2 separate regions of the Mus musculus genome follow, and region 2 is linked to region 1. A link is a contact called in public HiChIP or PLAC-seq data. All regions are on one chromosome and are shown on one strand. The core of a region is the stretch at or near the end of the contact, and the rest is flanking DNA. Distances in the headings are between cores, read along the strand shown.

Region 1 (4,797 bases), core at 2,204-4,703:
GTAACAATTCATTGTACAGTTACTACAGATGCCAAATTAAAAAAAAAAAGATCAGTATATATATTTATTAAGTACCTATTTTCATAATCTTCAATATTTTACATTAGTTTGCCTATACAGTAGCAGAAGAAATTTGCCCAATCTGTTTCTCTTTCTAGGAGTAGTAAAACTTAAAGGGGCCCGTTCCAGTTCCCTGACACCTGAGGTCCTCTTAATTTAACAAATACTATTATGTATAACTAAGTTTTAAAAAAATAATTTTAAGGTCTTTTCCTTTTCTACCTTTGCTTTCTTAATGGAAGAATGAAAAGGTGGAGGGGAGGTGACAAGAAGAAAAGGAACATGGGAAAGACAGAGAGGGACATAGACCAGCAGCCACAAACACCACAGCTCGCCAGTGGCTCTGTCTATCCCTAACTAGACCTCATAGTCATAAGTTCTGTTTTGTTTGCATTTCCAAGAAAACTGGCAGTCTTAAGTTTTAGGAAAGGTACTAAAGTTATTTCAAGCAATTTTAAGCCTTCAATTCACAAACCTCTATAAAGTTTGTTAAATGCTGGTGTGTCAAAAGGATCCGTTAAATGGCTAAAGTTTGGTTTAGGTAGCCCACTGAAAATAAAACAAACACATTAAGATTAAATTAGGAACAGCCTTTATGAATAATATCATTAGGGGTGCTTCACTGACTGACATCCATAAACAATCCACCCTGCGCAGTGCTGGCTAAGAGAAGTCTCAGCATGACCATAGAGTGATCCTGACTACAGTCCATTTTTTGTCGGCATCCAAGGGACCCTGCCCTAATATTTACAGCCTCTCTCCGTGCCATTTACTCATGGCTCTCCTCCTGTAAGAGGGACTTTTAGGTAGTAAAGCTGTCCTAGAAATAATACTTTTTAAATGTAACAACTATATGTGGAGTGATAAGATATACAAACTACTTCTTCAACGGGAAAAACAGTCCACATTCCAAACAACTGACAAAAGAGAAGAATAAATGCCTTTCTAAACAGAATTCATTTAGAGAGGTGGGTGCACGTGACATGCTCTCCAATACGGTCCTCTCATATAACAGTTCCAAATGCCCTGGACAGTAACAGAAAAACAAACAATAAATGTAAAAACAAACAAAAATCTTCAAAAGTATTGCTTAATATAAATTTATAAGCATGCAATTTTTGAACTATAGAAATTATGGAAAAATGTTCCTATCTTAGCTTTTCTACTCAAAAGTAATATGATCTTGACTAAGTTAGTAAACTTCCTTAGGTCTTAGTATTACAACCTTTGAAAAAAACAAAAACAAGAACAAAAATACCTTTGGGACTTACACAAAAAGGTGTGCCCTTTAACTGTGGAGACATGTAACTTACAGAAAGCAACTGTCTTACTTGTTTGGTATCTGAGAGAAGATCTCCGTCACCCACTTTTCCAAAGTGTCCAGGGTTTCTTGAAGAACGATGAGGGGAAGGGGTGTGGAAGAACAGGACACACAATCGTTAGTCAGTGGAGAAAACTGTGGCCACACTGGAGGTTGTCTTTTATACACTTGTGAATGAGGCTAACATCGACTGCTATTAACCTAGCAGAAGTACCTACCGGGAAAGCTATCCGGGAAGGCTATCAACAGAGAAGAAAAACCGTACCACACCCACAGTTTTGCTAGACTCTAACTGCCCACTGACAAGGTTAGAAAAGGCACACAAGGTTTTGCTAGTGACAAACCATGTGATTATCATGAGAGAACTCTTGAGCTTAATTCCCAGTAATTTGAAGAAAAGAAACTAAAGGCAAAATTAAAAAAAAAAAAAAAAAGACTAATCAAGTTTTGAATTTAAGCCAAACTTTACTTACACAGATAGTTCACTTGTTGTTAGATTTGTGCGTGTGTGTGTGTGTGTGCGTGTGTGTGTGTGTGTGTGTGCGTGTGTGCGTGTGTGTGTGTGTGTGTGTACCACTGTGCATGTGAGGAGTTCAGAGGACAATTTGCAGGAATACCTTGTTTATCCCCAGGATTAAAATCAAGGAGTCGTACTTAGAAGCAAGCACCTTAATCTGCTAAAGTATTTGTCAGCTCTATTTAAGTATTTGATGTTGTGATGTGTTGTGATGTGATGTGTGTACAAGTAGGGTCCAAAGGTTGATATTTGCTGTCTCCCTCAATCGTTCTCCGCTTTTTAATTCTTCTCTCATATATTATATCCCAAATACCTTTTTTTTAAAGTTACTCCTAAATACCTGCAAAAACCTACTTTTAATTACATTTGTTTGTGTGTGAAGTCACCATGTAGATGCTGTAGACTGAACTCATACTTGGTCTTACCTGCCAAACCATCTCACTAGTCCTTCCTCCTCAATATTCTCTACACGGCCTCTGGAACCTGGAGCTTGCTAACTCAGCTAGCCCGGCTAGCCAGCAAGTCTGAGGGATCCGCCCTCTCTGCCTCCCCAGAGCTGGGGTGGCACGTGCCATAGGTGCTGGAGTCTGAACTCAGATCCTCATGCCTGTGAAACAAGCTCTTCAGGAACTGAGCCATCCATCTCCTCAGACCCAGAAATTTGACTTTTAAGTAGCATAAAAAGAGAAATTCTCAAAATCAAAAAACTCTAGATTATATGTGATCTCATCACAATTCTATTGTTTATTTTAGAATTTGACAATAAGACTTAGGAGACTAAGGTAGGTGAATCTCTCTGAGTTCAGGGCAGGCCAAGTCTATACAGCAAGTTGAGGGATACAAAGAGACCCTGTCTCAAAAACAAACAAAAATCTGCACCAGTATCAATCACTGTATCAAACAGGAAAAGATCACAAAGGGACAAACACCAGAGTGAATAAAACTTCATATGCATGAAGTAATTTGCAACAATTTATAAATTAACCTCTATACTAAAAATAAGCAATGCCTGCTACAACAATATAAATGCAATTTAGAATCACATTTTTGGATTAATTTTGAAAAATGAAAACTGTTTCATATGTTATCAGCTTTGTTTGATCTCAATTTTGAAGAGGTTGGGTCAAAATTTTATAGAACGGAGAATGATATTTGGTGAGAGGAGAAGAGAAGAAACATGCAAACTATAATGTCAAAAGGAATTGTTTAACACGTGATTATTAGGACATCTACAAAAGGTTAAACCCCCAAGACAACAGAAGTTACTGGAGTCTCCTCAGTGAGTCACTAAGATAATCAGGACATGGAAGGAGCAGAGATGCTCTTCAGTCTTGACATTTAGAATGCTTCTATCATTGCTACAGGATTGCTCTTAATTATCTTATAGGACCTTTATATAGGGATGAACAAACAGCTTGCCCTGTAAGTTTATGAGCAATATAAATATAAAACCACAAATATGAATCATCTGAAAAGAAAACACAACAGCTGAGCTAGGTGTGGTGGCACATGCCTGAAATCCCAGAAGGTCAAGGCTACATGAGCCCCTGTCTCAACCACACATGACCTCTGAGTAGTACACCAGTATACTCATACGCACTTGAAGTTAGTCCATAAATGACCTATTTCTGTGAGAGATGATTTGTATGAGATGATCTACGTTTCTGTGAACTTTGCCATTACTTTGTAACATATTCATTTCCTTCCATTTTTAAGAAATATTTGTATTTATGTATAGTGGTGTGTGTGTGTGTTGTATGTGTTGTGTGGTATGTGTATTAGTGTTGGGGTGCTGGTGGAGACCAGAAGAAGATGTGCGATCCCCTAGAGTTGTAAATATAGGCAGTTGTTAGGCACCCATCACGGATGCTAAGAACCAAAGTCTGGCTCACTGCAAGCAGAGCAAGCACTCTGCTGAGTCATCTCTCTAGCTCCAGTTTGTAATTTGCCAGATAATAGAGTAACAATATGCCATAGTGACTCAAACATCCTATGAAAGTAGAACAGTTGATCTTTGAACAACATGTGGGAATATTGACCCCTGGGGCAGTAAATACACACCCTCACACACAAACACACACCCTCACACACACACCCTCACACACACACACCCTCACACACACACACCCTCACACACACACACACACACACCCTCACATACACACACCCTCACACACACACACACACCCTCACACACACACACACCCTCACACACACACACACCCTCTCACACACACACACACACACACACACACACACACACCCTCACACACACACCCTCACCCATACACACACCCTCACACACATACACCCTCACCCATACACACACCCTCACACACACACACACCCTCACACACACACCCTCACACACACACACCCTCATCTCTATGGGACTATATGTGCATGCTCTATGATTGTGCATGTGTACATGCATGTGTTCATATGTATGGAAGCCAGAGGTCAAATGTCCTTCTCAATTGTTTTCCATCTCATTTTTGACTATCCCAAAAATTGACTAACAGCCAGATCTTCACAAAAGCCATATCAGTAACATAAACTACCTATTGACATGTACTTTAGATTTCATACACATTATATACGGTGAAGACTGTTCAAGTACTGAGACCTTTTTAAAAGAAAAAAAAAAAGCCTACAATACAGTTGACTAGAGCAGACTAACTCTCCGTGTGGACATGATCAGCAGCTTCATGCAGATGTCACAACAGTGGAGAAGGATAAGAAACGATGTCAGTACTAATTGACTACCATTCATTCCATGTAGTTATGCTTTAATACATTTGCGTCTGTTTACATTTCTCTCTGCTGTAAATGATGCAATGTGTTTATCCAGGTTTAGATTAAATGTATACTTTATAGATTTGTGTATATTTTATGGTAA
Region 2 (4,927 bases), core at 1,667-4,166, 120 kb before region 1:
TAGCTTAGCTTCTTGTTTTAGAGTTGGAGAAAGTGAGTTTTAGGAAGCCCAAGTGGTAGAGCCAAGATTTGTGCTCAGCTCCATCTAGGTCAATGGTTCTTTCTTTCCTTTCTTTTTTTTTTTGTTTTTTTGTTTTTTTGTTTTTTGAAAACCCTGTGTAGCCCTGGCTGTCCTGGAACTGGAACTCACTCTATAGACCAGGCTGGCCTTGAACTCAGAGATCCACCTGCCTCTGCCTCCCAAGTGCTGGGATTAAAGGTGTGCGCCACCACTGCCTAGTTAGGTCAGTGGTTCTTAAAGTGTGTTTGCAGATAGAGCTTCAGCACCATGGGGGGTGTGCTAGGAATGCCTCTCTTGCCCTGTGACTCAGCAGCTCTGGAATGTGTCCTCTCCAGGGATTATAATACACTTGAAAGCTTAAGATCCAGAGGCTAGATAAGTAGCTGTACTTACATACAAGTTTACTCTTGCAACAACCTTAGAATCGTCCTCAGTGTATAGATGAGTGAGGTGTAGTGTCAAATGACTTGGTCTTGATTGTAGATTGCCCATAGTGTGCATGGTTTCATTTGTATTGAAGGGATCTCTTGGCTTCAGCAAACCTGATCTGTAAAAAAATATTTTTTTTTTAAAAGGTGAAAACTATGCATCTAGGCGTGGTGGCAGGATTGTAAGTTTGAACATAGACTAAATTACATAGTGAGGCCCTATCTCAAAAACAGGGGAGGGGGGAGCTTTACTGAGGACATCTATTAAACAGTACAAACTTTAGTTAAATTTATCTGGAATATTTTATAGTGACACAAGTTTCCTGAGATAAAATATACCACTTTTAAGGATGGAAAAGAAGCTTAAGTTAGAGCTATGTAAGTCTCCATGGAAAAAGTCACCTGTGGTTGGCCTGATAAACCACTGCTTTCAGCTCAGTCCATTAAAGCCTGATTGTTTACTAAAGTGCAACCTAGTGCTCAATACTGAAGAAAAGTATTTAATTTTTAAAAAAGTCCTATTGATCAAGTATATCAGTGCATCAGTGCTTCACTGCATTAATACCAGTCAACTTAGCACACACCCACATGGCCAAGATGCTTAGAATAGACGGTAAGTCATTAGGCTAAAGCATGGTTATAGGTTTGACTGTCTTCTACTTTGAGAGCAATGTTAGCTCAGCATTATCACCAGCGAACAGATGTCACTGTCTTGGGTTGACTTAAGATGTTTCCTCTGTTATGTTATGTTTCTGATTTTTATGTGGTAATGTTTCCAGTACAAAAAGTCACACATTTCATGTAAAGGAAGTGAATCAGCTCTAATTAATTCTGTAATTAGCTGGTTTAATTTCAGTGGTACTCGGGATATTTGTGTGGGTTGATAGAGCTGGACTCGTGTGTTGGGAGTTGGTTATATTGCTGTGGGAGGATTAGATCTCGCTAGTGTACCTATGTTCTTCTTAATTTGTTTTCTACTTTCAATCCTCCCTAGATATTTGAAATTATAATCTTCCCAAGTTTAATTATGAACTCCAGTATAGTGAGTAGCCAGTTAGACCTACCTCTCTAATCCATTTTTATTTTTGTTAGTAATTTACATTTTATTCCACAATTCATTTTTCTTACTCACTAAAATAAATTTTCAATGTAACAATCTAAGGAGAGTATTGAAAAGATGACGCTAATTATCACTCCAGTCCTTCTTCCTGAAGGGAAGAACAATGCCATTTCCTTGACCCTTCAGTCCTGTGTATGTTTAAGAACAACTTTTCCTGTGGCTACTAGGTAACTTTTATGTAGCCATGACAAGATACCTGATGGAAACAACTTAAAGGTGAGAAATCCCATTCAGCTCATGGTTTCCAAGGCATAATTAGTGTACCATGCGGTAGAGGGCATAGCAGAGCGGTAAGTGGGAATGGGGGTTTATTTGGGTTACTTCGGGAACACAGACAACTGAAGGGAAATGTGTCATGGAAAGCCACATCTCAGCATGGGCGGTGACTCTTGGAAGCTTCAGTTGCTAGAGCTCCCTGCAGGCAGTCATCAGTCTTCTGTCTCAAGCAAGTGCTGCTTATATATTATATAACCTTGGGAGGAGACCTGTGGATCTTACTTAGTAGGCAATCTTTTCAGTTTGGGGCACATTGCTTGGTGTGTGCTGGTGGAGAGAGAGAGTAAAGATTCATAATGAAAGGAACGTTTCTACAAGCCGTTAGACATATGTAGAAAACTCTAGGGTTCAATTTACTTCATCCAGTTTTGTTTTATTCTGGTTTGGTTTTTGATTTCTGGAGACTGGGTTTATCTGTGTAGCCTTGGTTGTCCTGGAACTCACTCTGACTGGATTTGAACTCAGAGATCCACCTACCTCTGCCTCCAGAGTGCTGGGATCAAAGGTGTGGCCCACCACTGCCTGGCCGCTAAGGGCCAGTTTAATGTTATGCTGGTCCTTCACAGGGATCGAACCCACCCTAGTGAGGTAGATATTTTTATCCTCACCATCCAGGGGTGGGCTTGAGGCTTGTATTAATTTGTATTTTTGGTCACACATGCAGGAAGTAACAGGGCCAAGATTTATATTGACAATTCTCATTATACAGTACTGTTTGTTTCCACCTTACTTTCTTGTGATTCTGGGTCAGTCACTCTGACTTATATTTTATCATACCGGAGCCCCTTTGTATCCACGTCACTTTCTCCCATTGCAGTATTAGTGTTTCATGGGAGTAGGTGTCGCAGGGTTCTTCTGTGCTCAGTGTATATCCAAGCAGAGGTCGACACTGCCTGGGCCCACTGAGGCAAGGTTAACTGGGACATTGGTCACATGGTAGTGAGTCACATCACAAGGCATGCTCAGTTCTGTCACCAACTATTAGGGAGGCTTGGAAGCCTAGCCACAGGACGCATGGGGATGTTCCCTGAATGGAGTTAATGACCAGGGAGTCAGACATTGACCTGTGCTCCATCTTCTTTCAGTTCTGGTCATGCTGCACAGTTCTCTTCTTACGCCAGCAGAGGGAGCAGTTCAAAGTGTTCGAGGGGAAAAAGCCCAACACATCTTCCTAGTTATTTGTTCTGTTCAGAAACTTGGTTTTCCTAGGAAAACTGAAGTGGTGCCTGAAATGGTGATGGTGCACAGTGATCTGCATAAACATAAATTGTGTTTGTCGTGAGTGCTGAATCGATGACATTCGATAGCTGTGTCTAGATTGTCTTCTAGAGGATGGGGCTGAAGCTTGTGGGACGTGCAGGGTTGTAACTACAGTCTTGATCTAGAAGTGTATCCTTTCTGAAGGAAAGGCAAAGATATTGTATTAGCAGCTTAGAGCTAAATATAGAAGAGAGAGGAAGTGGCTTGCTGCTGTTTGCCCTGAGCAGAATTCCTTGGAGAAACTGGAGCCAGAATGAAACCTTCAGATGGAATGTTGTTCTTGATAATTCAGAAATGCCTTCCCGCTTCTCCACTCCACAGGAACATGCGCACACTTCTCTTTAAGTACAAAAGCTCCCCCCCCCAGGAGCTAAAGAATGTCGTTTTTTCTAAGCATTTTATTAAAGTATAAGCATTTTATAAAGTAGCATACATTCATTATTATAATTTCTTGTAGGCTTCTGTTACTTTGTTAGGTCTTATCTAATTGATCTTGTTTATTTCAAAAGCAAACAAAAGAATTAGTAGCTGATTCATTTTTCACGTGTCACTTGCTTTGTTTTAGTCTTTTTCATAAATTTTACTTATTATTTCATTTTTATTGGCTTGTCTCACCCTGCAGTCTGGACCTGGAACTCTATCTAGACCAAACTGGCTTTGAACTGAGGGGTGATCCCCCTGACTCAGCTCTCCAAGTGCTGGTCATTCAGGCATGAGCTGCCACACCTAGCTCCTTCCTGAATTTTTTTTTTTTTTTTTTTTTTGAGAGACAGGGTTTTTCTGTGTAACCCTGGCTGTCCTGGAACTCACTCTGTAGACCAGGCTGGCCTCGAACTCAGAAATCCACCTGCCTCTGCCTTCTGAGTGCTGGGATTAAAGGTGTGCGCCATCACGCCCAGCTTTTTTTGTTTTTAAATAGGCATTGATTTCTCCTCCCCTTTTTTTCTTTATTAATCCAAGTAAAGTGATTATATCTTCCTTTCCTTTTGACCTTCTGTATGTCTCCTTGTGAGCTGAGACTTGGTTTGGCCCCTTAAAATCACCTTCTTTTGCCCCACTCTTCCCTCTCATCCCAAAATGCATTAAAGAGAAATTCTCATTTTTTCCCATAATAACATGTATTTGAATACTTCTTACTCATAAATTCAGTAAAACTTTTATTATTTTCTTAAAGACAAGTCCTGAAATATGGCTTTGGCTTACTTGATATTTGTTATGTATCCCAAGCTGGTTTTGAATTCAAATCCTCCCACCTAAGCTTCCAGAGTGCTGGGATTGCACGCAGGTATTGTACCATTAGCTTCTAGGGCTAGAGAGATGGCTCAGTGGATAAAGCACTGCCACCCAAGCTCGAGGACCTGAGTTTGGATTCCTAGAACCCATGGGAAAAGCTGGTGACAAGCTTAGCGTCAGTGAGAGACCTTGACTAACATAAGGTAGAGAGTGATTGAGGAAAATGCCTGACTTCACACATACACATATATGCATACATGTTCATGCACATATACAAATGCAGACCCCCCTACAAATGCACACACCCCATGCACAACTTGTACACGTGTGCACACACACCTACATACACATGCATGTGCATGCACACACTTTAAACAGCAAACAAACCACTTCTGACAGTTGAGGCTTATCAGATTTTAGGATTGACTACGTCAGAGGCTTTTTAAGCCATAAGTAAAAATTTTGGAGTCATCTTGGTTTTCATCTTGTATATTCTTTTGTTGTGTTTTGTTTAAGGTTTTGCTGGGCTGGCCTGGACTGACAGTCCTCT

The links. HiChIP or PLAC-seq counts read pairs in DNA pulled down with a chosen protein or histone mark.
Region 2: a CTCF HiChIP or PLAC-seq map of the NIH/3T3 cell line shows a contact between it and region 1, with 14 read pairs. The contact joins two enhancer-like sites. A contact is called at or near these places in 1 of 39 promoter capture datasets (the C10 cell line), 2 of 15 datasets of contacts at CTCF or cohesin (the NIH/3T3 cell line and large pre-B cells), 14 of 484 Hi-C or Micro-C datasets (the C10 cell line, CD4 T cells, CD8 T cells and 11 more), 5 of 115 datasets of contacts at active chromatin or transcription factors (the NIH/3T3 cell line, embryonic stem cells and fibro-adipogenic progenitors) and 3 of 9 other capture datasets (adipose tissue, liver and pancreatic islet).

What each region holds. Positions count from the first base shown.
Region 1 is chr4:109,029,102-109,033,898 of GRCm38.p6, reverse strand. It overlaps Nrd1 (nardilysin, N-arginine dibasic convertase, NRD convertase 1), which reads right to left. Exons shown (of 31, transcript NM_146150.3): 8 at 1,392-1,449; 9 at 536-609. Among named protein-coding and RNA genes, the nearest start is that of Mir761, 14 kb to the right of the region's middle. Within about 2 kb of position 3,453, at least 26 of the 459 cell types and tissues checked have an H3K27ac peak or open chromatin away from gene starts, as enhancers often do. A contact at or near this core is called in the NIH/3T3 cell line, where this site is marked.
Region 2 is chr4:109,145,835-109,150,761 of GRCm38.p6, reverse strand. All of the region lies in intron 3 of Osbpl9 (oxysterol binding protein-like 9), which reads left to right. It overlaps Gm52703 (a long non-coding RNA gene), which reads right to left. Exons shown (of 3, transcript XR_003955256.1): 2 at 454-607. Among named protein-coding and RNA genes, the nearest start is that of Gm52703, 15 kb to the right of the region's middle. Within about 2 kb of position 2,916, at least 85 of the 459 cell types and tissues checked have an H3K27ac peak or open chromatin away from gene starts, as enhancers often do. A contact at or near this core is called in the NIH/3T3 cell line, where this site is marked.